Regions from separate parts of the Gasterosteus aculeatus genome. Here region 2 is linked to region 1. A link is a contact called in public Hi-C data. All regions are on one chromosome and are shown on one strand. The core of a region is the stretch at or near the end of the contact, and the rest is flanking DNA. Distances in the headings are between cores, read along the strand shown. Region 1 has its middle 12 kb from the start of LOC120811998. Region 2 holds the start of bambia (BMP and activin membrane-bound inhibitor (Xenopus laevis) homolog a).

Region 1 (4,794 bases), core at 1,380-3,879:
TCATGAACCTCACATTTCAGTTCAGATAGTTGAGATTTCCCATGAATATGTGACCTCCTGATGTGCTCACATATCATTTATAATTGTGCAAAATACGGTAAAAATTGCCATGCCGCAACATCCAGGGGTTTGCAGCTAGCAGTGCGAACAGCGCAAATAGAAGTGTTGACAGAGCTGACGTTGTTTACCTGAGTGGGAACTGGTATGTTATTGGTCAGGACCTTTTTCACCAAAGTTCGTACAAGTCAACAGAAACTTTCCTGGTAAAAATAATATATTGGGGGGGTTAATGTTTTATGGTAATAATATCAGCATTATTGAAATCCATAAAATTTGCTGTTAAAAACAAAGCAAGACAAAACATTTTTCCACTCTTCTTTCCATACCTGACACCTCTGGGCTTTGGTCGCCTCTCTCCAGGGTGGCTGATGGGAGTCAATCCCAGTGGACGGACAGGGTGAGCCCAAACACTTGCGGGGTCAATTTTGCATGTGACCGGTGTTTCGTATTTAATGAGACCCGCTGTCACTTCGATTCAGGGCAGTCAGCAGAGAGGGAAAGAGAGAGAAGGGGGAGGAGTAAAGGAAAAAGACTGAAGGGGGAAGACATGTTGGAAAGTTTGGGATAATCCAGGACATCATTAATATTACGAATATTCTTTAAGTAAACCGCACAATATAAAATGTGTTCACCAAACAAAAACAAACACTAAAGTGACATAAAGCCCGTAATCCCACCCCTCTCTCGCTGCTACCCCCCATCTACATTCCCCTGATCTTCCAACCCCCCTACTCCCAGAGGCGTGGCCCACGCTGGAGCCTCATTAGGTCATGTGTACCCAATCCTGTTGTTTCTGCGTCCCTTAATTTCCACTGTTATGGGGACAAAAGGGAGGCACAAAGCACATCGCAGTCCAGGGCCCTGCACTCGACCTCATATGCTCATTACTGTCGCCATAGAAACTCGCTCCCCTCATCACCTCCAGGTGACCCCCTCCCACAGAGTGTGGACGAATGGAATTTGTGACGGGAGCGATAGCAAAGTGTGTGTGTGGGGGGCTCTGAATCTTCTGATAATAGCAACTACTGTGTGACTTGATTACTCTAGTGTTTGTGTCCAGCAGCCGCCCCTGTGTGTGTTTAGAAGCGTGTCATACTAAGGGTGATATCAGAGACCTTGTACCTCTATGAACTTTTGGGAGCAGGTAATTTTTGGCGAACACAGAACCAAAAGGGTGTGGATCAGGTTTCTTGACCCAGGAACAGCTGCAGGCAGCATAAAGATCTTTATGAAGGCAGCAAAAGCGCCCGCTCAGTAGATCAGCAATCTCAGCGGGTCTATTATTTTTGATTAATCTGATCAATGGAATTTTCCACGTCAAAGACTTGTGATGAGTGTGTATGTTTTACATATTAAATGTAGTGTTTTCCAAAGGTTCCGTCTGCAAGATATATTTTTCTTTTGCATCACTCTGGTCGAGGGTTTTTTGAAAAGGGAACCGTGTAGACATGCAGCGTCTCCTGACAGCTTTTCTTTTATCTTTTGTGTCACACTCGGGAACCGTGCAGGTGGATTCTTTTGAAAAAAAAGAAATAATATATATATATATATATATATATATATATATATCATTATTATTATTATTATTGGAAATAATTTGAAAATTAAAACTAGTGACAATATAAGGAAAAGGTAAATATGCTGCTCAGCAGTCACTGTTTTCACCAAGAAACTGTCTGCATACATATACGTTGCCACATGGACTCACACACAAACACACACAGTCACTGAAGAAAAGGGCTCCCTCTGCTGAGCTCAACGTCCATACAGTATCTCCCTCCAGCCTTCTCTCCTCTGCCCCACCATCTTATCAACACTCACCTGAAGTCTGTCACCTCCACACATGATTGATAAAGTAATTTCAACCACTTTGTTCTTCATTCACAATTCTCAATGAGGAAATAAGATAACATTTCCTTTCAAGCACGTGAATCCAAATTCGACATGAATGTCAAATTGTTTTTTATTTTACTGAGAGAAAATGTTTGAAAAAGAAATCTGTGTCCGGCATCACAATTAAAAACAAATCAGTTGTTCCTTCATTATGGCTCGTTGTTAAAGTGTCTTAATTTTAATATTGTCTAAAAAACTGCATCTGATCCACGACAGAAGGAGGCTCATTCAATTGTGCGTTTAAATGCTTGCAGTGTACAGTATAGTGGGCAGAGAACGGCGCTGGTTACCCGATGAACAGCAGGTTTCATAAATACAACGTAAGCAGTAAGTACCACAGTGTGCGCTATCTGCAGGCTGGCCATGGCGCTGATAATGCTACGTTTGCGAATGCACGTACATGGGGGCCTCTGACTTATAGCTAGGCTAGTACCTTCCTCCATTTTGAACCCTCTGGCTCTACATTGCTTCAAACAACCGTGCTATCAAGACAGCTTGGTATGTAATACGTGCAGAAATGAGGAAACAGGGTGGCTAAACTAGAATGAGAATGTGACTGTAGGAACAGTGAGGCGAACCGGGCAGTAAAATGAGCACATGCGTGCAGCAGGAAGATGGCCTGACCGGGGGAGTGTCAGCACATCACAGTGAAGTCTGTGATAGAGACAAGTGGCCTGTACAGACTCGCCCCACAGTTCCCAGGTGAGCCAGAGGCCCTCAGCTATACTCATTATCTCCCAGAGGAATGCCACCCAAGTCAGATGGAGAAACTGCAATTTCACAGAATGCAGAAAGAACATCCAAACAAGTGAAGCGTAGGCAAACATGGAGGGCACCCAAGGGCATTGCGGATCGGGTTGAAACATCGTGGCCAAGTAAGTTATATATATTTTAGAAGTAGCTAATATCAATAAAGAGACAAAACCGGTAGAGTGGCTGCAGAAGAACTCCAACATAGCATCTGCACAAGGATGACAAAAGAAGACACTGATTTGCAGGAGTAGACCTCCTCATGACAAAGAAAAATAGAAAAAGGAAGAAGGTGGGGGCAGCGATTCAGTGAAAGTAAATGAAAAGAGTGAAGGAGATCAATGTAATTTGGATGTGATCCCTTTCTAATGAGGCTCCAGTCAAAGAGGGGTTAGAGAGCACGCTGAGAAGAAGAGCAGTAAATGGAGAGGGAGGTGGGGGGGGGGGGGGGGGGGGGTAGAGGCGAGGCAGTCGGGCCACTATTGATCAAAGGGCTGCTGGAGGTATGCTGGCACCAGGGTTACCTGCACTGCTGTACAATACAGAGGCTGCAGACAGGAAAGTATGAGCTTGAGTGACGATCCACGTACCGACTAACGGCAGTGCTGCAATTTCAGTAATAAGTAACTCGTAACAATATGATACAGCCAAAACCCAACAAGAATGTTGTGATTCTGAGATAAAATCACAGCGGAACACTGTGGGACACACAATAACACAAATGGCTGATAATCCAGCCTCTATAGCATAAGCCTGTTCAACAGAATGTTGTGTGTCCACTTCCTTTATCTAGACAAGGCTGGTACATTATCAAAAAGACCACAAGAAGCAATACTTCCCACAGATAGAAAGATTGTCAATAACTTCAAAACGGAATTAAAAAATTGGTCACTTTTTCCCCTTTTTCCCAACTTAAATATAAAAAATAACTAGGAATTAGGAAATAAATTATCAAGTCAAACCTACTGTTTCCAAACAAACAAAGAATGATTCAGCTCCCACAGCTCATTAATTAAATACTGATATTGGATCTGTACTCTTTTCAAGCGTAACCCAAAGCCTAGATTTCGCTAGCGTTCCCGGGACTGAAATGGTCATCTAGGTGCATCCTTACTACCAACAGATACTACCAAAGTAACAGTAACAGCCAAACGTTTACACTTCTTCTCTCTTTGCTGTGGCAACAGTTAAGGTTTGATTGGGCTAAACTCCAGAACCAAATACTTGTTTTAAGAAAGATGGCTGAAAGGTCTTCAGCAGCCCCTACACGTTTCTGGGGCCTCTGGCTGTGGAGCCAAGATCTGTGTGACGACTATGATGTGAGCTGAAATTATATGATAAGTGTCTGTCCGAGTGTGATGAGACTTTCATCAAGGCTCCGGGGGAGAAGCCCTAACAGCGTATCAGCATTATGGCAACAGTCAGTAGCAGTAAAGCGCCCCGGGGAGGATTCTTCTGCCTCCGGGGAGGGTGTCACATCCTCCCTTAATCATTAAAGAAGCGGGAAGACCCCCACCTATCAACTAGCATTACCATCTAACGCCCCCCTCCCGGCCTGTCTCTGTCTCTGTAGCCCCCAGCCATAGGAGCTCATCTGCCAGCCAGGCCAGCCTTCCTCAACCATTGGAGACAGACCAGTGGCTCCACGGAGCCTGATAATCAATGTCTGCCCCTCAGCACACCGAGACCCAGGCCTACCTCCTCAGCTCTTATAAAGATGCCTGATACACCCACGAGAGCAGTCGCAGACATAAAGTATGTGCGCTTGTGTGCATGTGTGGTTGAGTATGCATAGAAGAAGTACATTCAGAACTAGATACACACACGCACACAATGGTCCCCTGACTTCCCCAGTGAGACGGCTGCATTAACACTGCCCACTCATGGTGTGTCTCCAGCCCTCCCTTTGCTGTGCAGACACAGACATTGACTGCTGGATCACAAACCCCTCTACCTGAGTCAATAAAGTCCCTGAACAGAATTCATTTGGCTGGGGAAGTGAGTGGAAGTGGGGACAGGAGGAAAAGGGGGCACGCAACAGGCTTTGAAATCCGTAGATGGATTCGGGGGGTGCCTGATGAGATATTTTTG
Region 2 (4,794 bases), core at 1,191-3,690, 97 kb before region 1:
GTTGGCTTGTGAATCTCCCCTTCACACTCAGAAGGCAGCGCAGGTACTGATTCAGGCTCTTGTCATCTCCCGCCTGGGCTACTGCAACTCTCTCCTAGTAGGTCTCTACCGGCATTCGACCTCTGCAGCTCATCAAGAATGCAGCAGCTCAACTGGTCTTTAACCTTCCAAAATTCTCCCACACTACTCCGCTCTCTTCACTGGCTACCAGTGGCTGCCCGCATCCACTTCAAAACACGTACCATGCTGTGAATGGATCGGGTCCAGCTAACATCGAGGACATGGTCAAACTCGACATCCCAACTCGCACTCTCCGCTCTGCATCTGCAAAACTGCTTGTCACTCCCTCACTGAGAGCAAAACACTCGACAAATCACCACTGTTTACTGTCCTTGCTCCGAAATGGTGGAACAAGCTCTCTGAAGACATCAGGACCGCAGAGAGCCTTCACATCTTCCACCGCAAACTAAGGACACACCTCTTCAGACTCTACCTTGACTTTTAGTCAACACGAACAAAGTGTAGCACTTGAATTGTACTTATAATGCCACTTATCTATTGTAAATTGACTTATTTGAGGAAATTGCACTTTCTTGTTCTTCTGAGTTTGTATCCTTAAGGTTGAATGCACTTATTGTAAGTCGCTTTGGATAAAAGCGTCAGCTAAATATAATAAAAATGTAATGAATCTCGATCTGGTCGATGAGAGCGTGTGTACCCCTCCATGTGTCAAGGATTTTATTGGCATATGTCTTCAATATCTACAGCTCACGAGTCACGAAGAGCTCTACAAGGAGCTCTACTCAGCAGGTGAACATGGATGGATGAGAAGTGATGTTTTGGACATTTTTTGTATGCGTCTCTCTAACGCTAATCCCCTAACGTCTAATTTAAATAGGCAACACCTAATTATTTTGAGTGTTTGGCATACGGTTAATTTGTGGAAAAAAAATATTACACCAGTTCTGACCACCAGGTGGTGATGTATGACCATCCACCACCAGGTGAAGCAGACATGGAGCAGCCTAGTGGAGGGGGCATTTCTGATCACTTTGAATGGAACTCTAAAGAATCCAAACATCGTACGCGTCAAAATGTCTTCAATATCGTATAAGTGCTACTCAAAGACCGGTGACGTGGTGCTTTATAAGAGGGACCCCACCCAGCCCCACAGACTCCACTAGACTACACACAGGAGACCGTCCAGCATGGAAATAGTGTTTGTGCTGACCTCCACCCTTTTCACCGAGCTCTCAGTATAGATACACGCTGGCGCCTCCTTGGAATTACAGATAATTACGGCAATTGCAGTGAGTCGTTTTCTGTGTTCCCTAAAGCGGTATCCGCATCCTGTTGTCTGTCGGGCACAATTACGGCCTGTGGACGCGTTGTACTTGCACGAGGAGTCGGGCAATGGTCCGTCTCTGCTCATGATCACACACACGGGATACAATAAAATATTTGCCCTCCGACTCTGCAGACCGTAGATTATGATTTATCTACTGATTATTTTGAGTTATATCAAAACTCCTAAGAACGTGTTAAATTAGAGTTAACGTGAATCATTTGTGCGTGTTTGTGTGTGGGTACATGTGGGAGTTGTGGGAGGGGGGCATTTGGTTGATACATATCGCGCGCGTGCATGTGTGTGCCGATTGTTAAAGAGTGTCTGAGTGTGCGTGTCGTCTCGGTGGCGCCATGTGTCCTTTTGGATTGCTAATTCCTCTGAACGTCTGCCCGCTCCTCCCCGCAGCAGCGGTCTGATGGCCCGAGGGGGAGAGGCTCAACGCGGCCTCCACTCGGCTGCTTGAGGGTTGGGGGGGGGGGCGGGGGGGTAGAGACCTTAAAACACGTTATTGAGGCATCTTTATCCTTATCTGGAGAGTGTTTGGTATTTTGTGAACTGTTTTCGTTGTTATTCTGGTTTCATATGTTCATGTGAAAATGTCGACACATGAAAACAATAGACTAATAGTAACGTCAATGTCCAAACTGTGCAATACAGTTACGTGACGAATGGACTCAAACCATGACATGGAACATGGTATTATGGAAATGAAGGACGATGAATGAAGGGGTCCAGATGCACAAAATACAGAGTCGGAATATGGATGAGCTGTCTTAGAAAAATAATATAATTATAATAATCAGTGGGGGCGAGAGTATGAATCAATTATTTGAATGTACAGAACAATTTTCTCTGAAACATACCCCGTTTTAAACGGGAATTAACTTGGTCTGTTTTTGAATTAACTTTACCTGTTTATCATTTTAATTGTATGTTTTTCTCTTTCAATTCCTTGCTCCCTTTTAGAATGTTTTCCCCTGTGTCTGTTCTATGATGCAGTATCCTGCTAGCCAAATAAGAGTACCGGATGTGACGTCATGACGCACGTTGATTGACTTCTCTCTTGCTGCTCTGACCAATCGTCTCGTAAGGGGCGGAGCTCTGGCGAGCCACAACTATTTCTCCGTTAAGCCGTGCGAGTCTGCGTGCAGTCTGTGGCACATCGGAGTCGGCGGTCCGTTTCCCAACATTTCTCTGTCCCGGAATACAAAAAGTGATGCTTCGTGGTTACCGGCTGCACATACAGGCAGAGGAGAACCGGTGGTGACAACTTTGCACCCCGTTTCACCCTCTTCCCTGGAGTATATACCTCTTTTTGTCTCCCTTGTTTTGGAAGAAGCAGAATAAGCTGTGTTTAGCTCTCCTGAAATGTCGGACCAGCTTTAAAGAAAAAAACATAGTAACTTGTCTGTCTTCGTGCGGGAGAGGAAACATTTCGGATTGTCTTTTGCTTTTTTTGTATATTTTTCTTCTTCCAGAAGAGATCGTGAGCTGTCGCGTTTCCGTGGGGGAATGACTCCCTTTTCTCCGTAGCTCCATGTAAATCAATTTTTTTGGGTGGTGTCGTCCAGCTCTTCGCCCGGGGGACTCCGTGCCGCTGCTCACTGGATACACGAGCACGTCTGCGCTGTAACTCGCTGTAAATGGAGCGCCAGCCCAGTTTCATTTCAATTTGGCTTCAACTGGAACTCTGTGCCATGGCGGTTCTCCTCACTAAAGGTACGGACTCGGTCTGCGGATGGGACGTTGAGCCCGGACCCGCGGGTCCACGTCGTGTGTGTGTGTGTGTGTGTTATCCAATCCTGCTGATTTAGTGTGCGTTTTATACGATAGTTATAATCAAAACATTTAACCCTACGTGTAATGGTGTAAATTAAGTGTTATGCAGTACCTTTTTTAGAACACTAATCCCGTTTAACTCGGGTTTGAAACTGCCCCATTCATAAAAGACCAAGCCGGGGCTGAAAGGCTTGCAGTGCTCGGCCTGTCTGCCTCTCTCTCTCCCCACTCTACTTCCCTTCTTCCCACCCACAAAGGGGCCTCTCCTCTAATGAAATATTCTCCAAATGACCTGCTTCTCCAATCAGTCACAGGGAAAACACTGATCTGATGAATGTGCTCCCGCATTAAGTAGAACACACATTGAGCTATTTCCAATATTGTCCAACTTCTTCTTATCTCAATGCAACACAACATACACACCCTTGCTATATGTGTGTAAGACATGTTCACAGTGGCACCAGAGAACACAAAGACGTAAATCGTTTGAAGTCATGTTTTTGTTGTGTGAGGGCAGATCCCGGAGCCTACGTTTCTGTTTTCAGACTTCTCCTCGGGTGAAGTAATGAGTGGGCCCCTGAAAAGGAAGCACACAGCTATAATGATAAGGTAGCTGGGAGCTTTTAGATGGGACATTGGTCCCCCTCCCCTCAGGCGGTCATGACCACAAGTAACGCTTTGAATGCAGGGGGGGAGTGGAGGAGACTCTGGCTCCCCTCCTCCTTGCAAGTTTCCATTTGGGCTGAAAGAAATTGACTTTGGCAAACAAACCACTAATTATAAGCTACACAGTTCCTGTTTTATAATACAGTCAGAAAGGGGACCGCCTCGCTTCGAGGAGCTCTTAAATGGAGGCATACTTCCTGAATTGATGCTAAACTGGAATATTCCCAGGACGTGGCAGTCACTTTCATAATAAAAGTAGAGCAGAAAACTGGTTGCATTGGATAGGATTAGGTCCCCCGGTATTAGTATTTTGCGGAAGGATATATATGTGTGCAATAAATTTATCCCAATAAATATTGGGATAAATACATCTGAATTATGTTATCAGATGTTGTAATTGATAATAGCGACCCATACAAAGCCGATAAAGCACCCTGACAAACAAACCAAGTTGGAGTTCACACCATGTTATATATGAATTCAAACTATTGTTTTAAAGCTATAAATATACCTAAAGGTGGGGTCATTGTGGCGTAGAGAGGGTGCACCGGGAACCGCAAGGTTGGTGATTCGAGCCCCACCTTGCTCCCCGGGCTAAAATGTAAAAAGCCATGGGTTAAACATGCAATGTAAGTCGCTTTGGATAAAAGCGTCAGACCTGTAATGTTAAGGTGTTTCCCTAACCCTTCCCCATCTGGCGTTTCCAGGAGAAATAAGGTGTTACTGTGACGCGCCACACTGCGTGGCGACTGGATACATGTGCAAGTCGGAGCTCAACGCCTGCTTCACCAAGGTTCTGGACCCGCTCAGTGGAAACTCCCCCCTCACCCATGGGTGCTTAGACCCCATCACCAACGCGGCAGACATCTGCAGCAGCGTCAGCTCCGGGGCTGCCGATGTCCTCGGCGGGGCCTCTGCGCTGGAGTGTTGCCACGACGACATGTGCAACTATAGAGGCCTGCACGACATGGCCCATACCAGAGACTCAACAGGTAAAGATG

Evidence for each region. A called contact is a pair of places that touch in the nucleus more often than the background predicts.
Region 2: a contact with region 1 is called in a Hi-C map of skeletal muscle, with 8 times the contacts expected there. The contact joins the promoter of bambia here to the enhancer-like site in region 1. A contact is called at or near these places in 2 of 6 Hi-C or Micro-C datasets (skeletal muscle and tail fin).

Annotation. Positions count from the first base shown.
Region 1 is chr21:8,295,001-8,299,794 of fGasAcu3.hap1.1, reverse strand. No RefSeq gene overlaps it. Among protein-coding and RNA genes, the nearest start is that of LOC120811998, 12 kb to the right of the region's middle. Within about 2 kb of position 2,629, at least 2 of the 9 cell types and tissues checked have open chromatin away from gene starts, as enhancers often do.
Region 2 is chr21:8,391,480-8,396,273 of fGasAcu3.hap1.1, reverse strand. bambia (BMP and activin membrane-bound inhibitor (Xenopus laevis) homolog a) reads left to right here and starts at 2,440. Exons shown (of 3, transcript XM_040167743.2): 1 at 2,440-3,067; 2 at 4,501-4,785. The coding sequence starts at 2,992.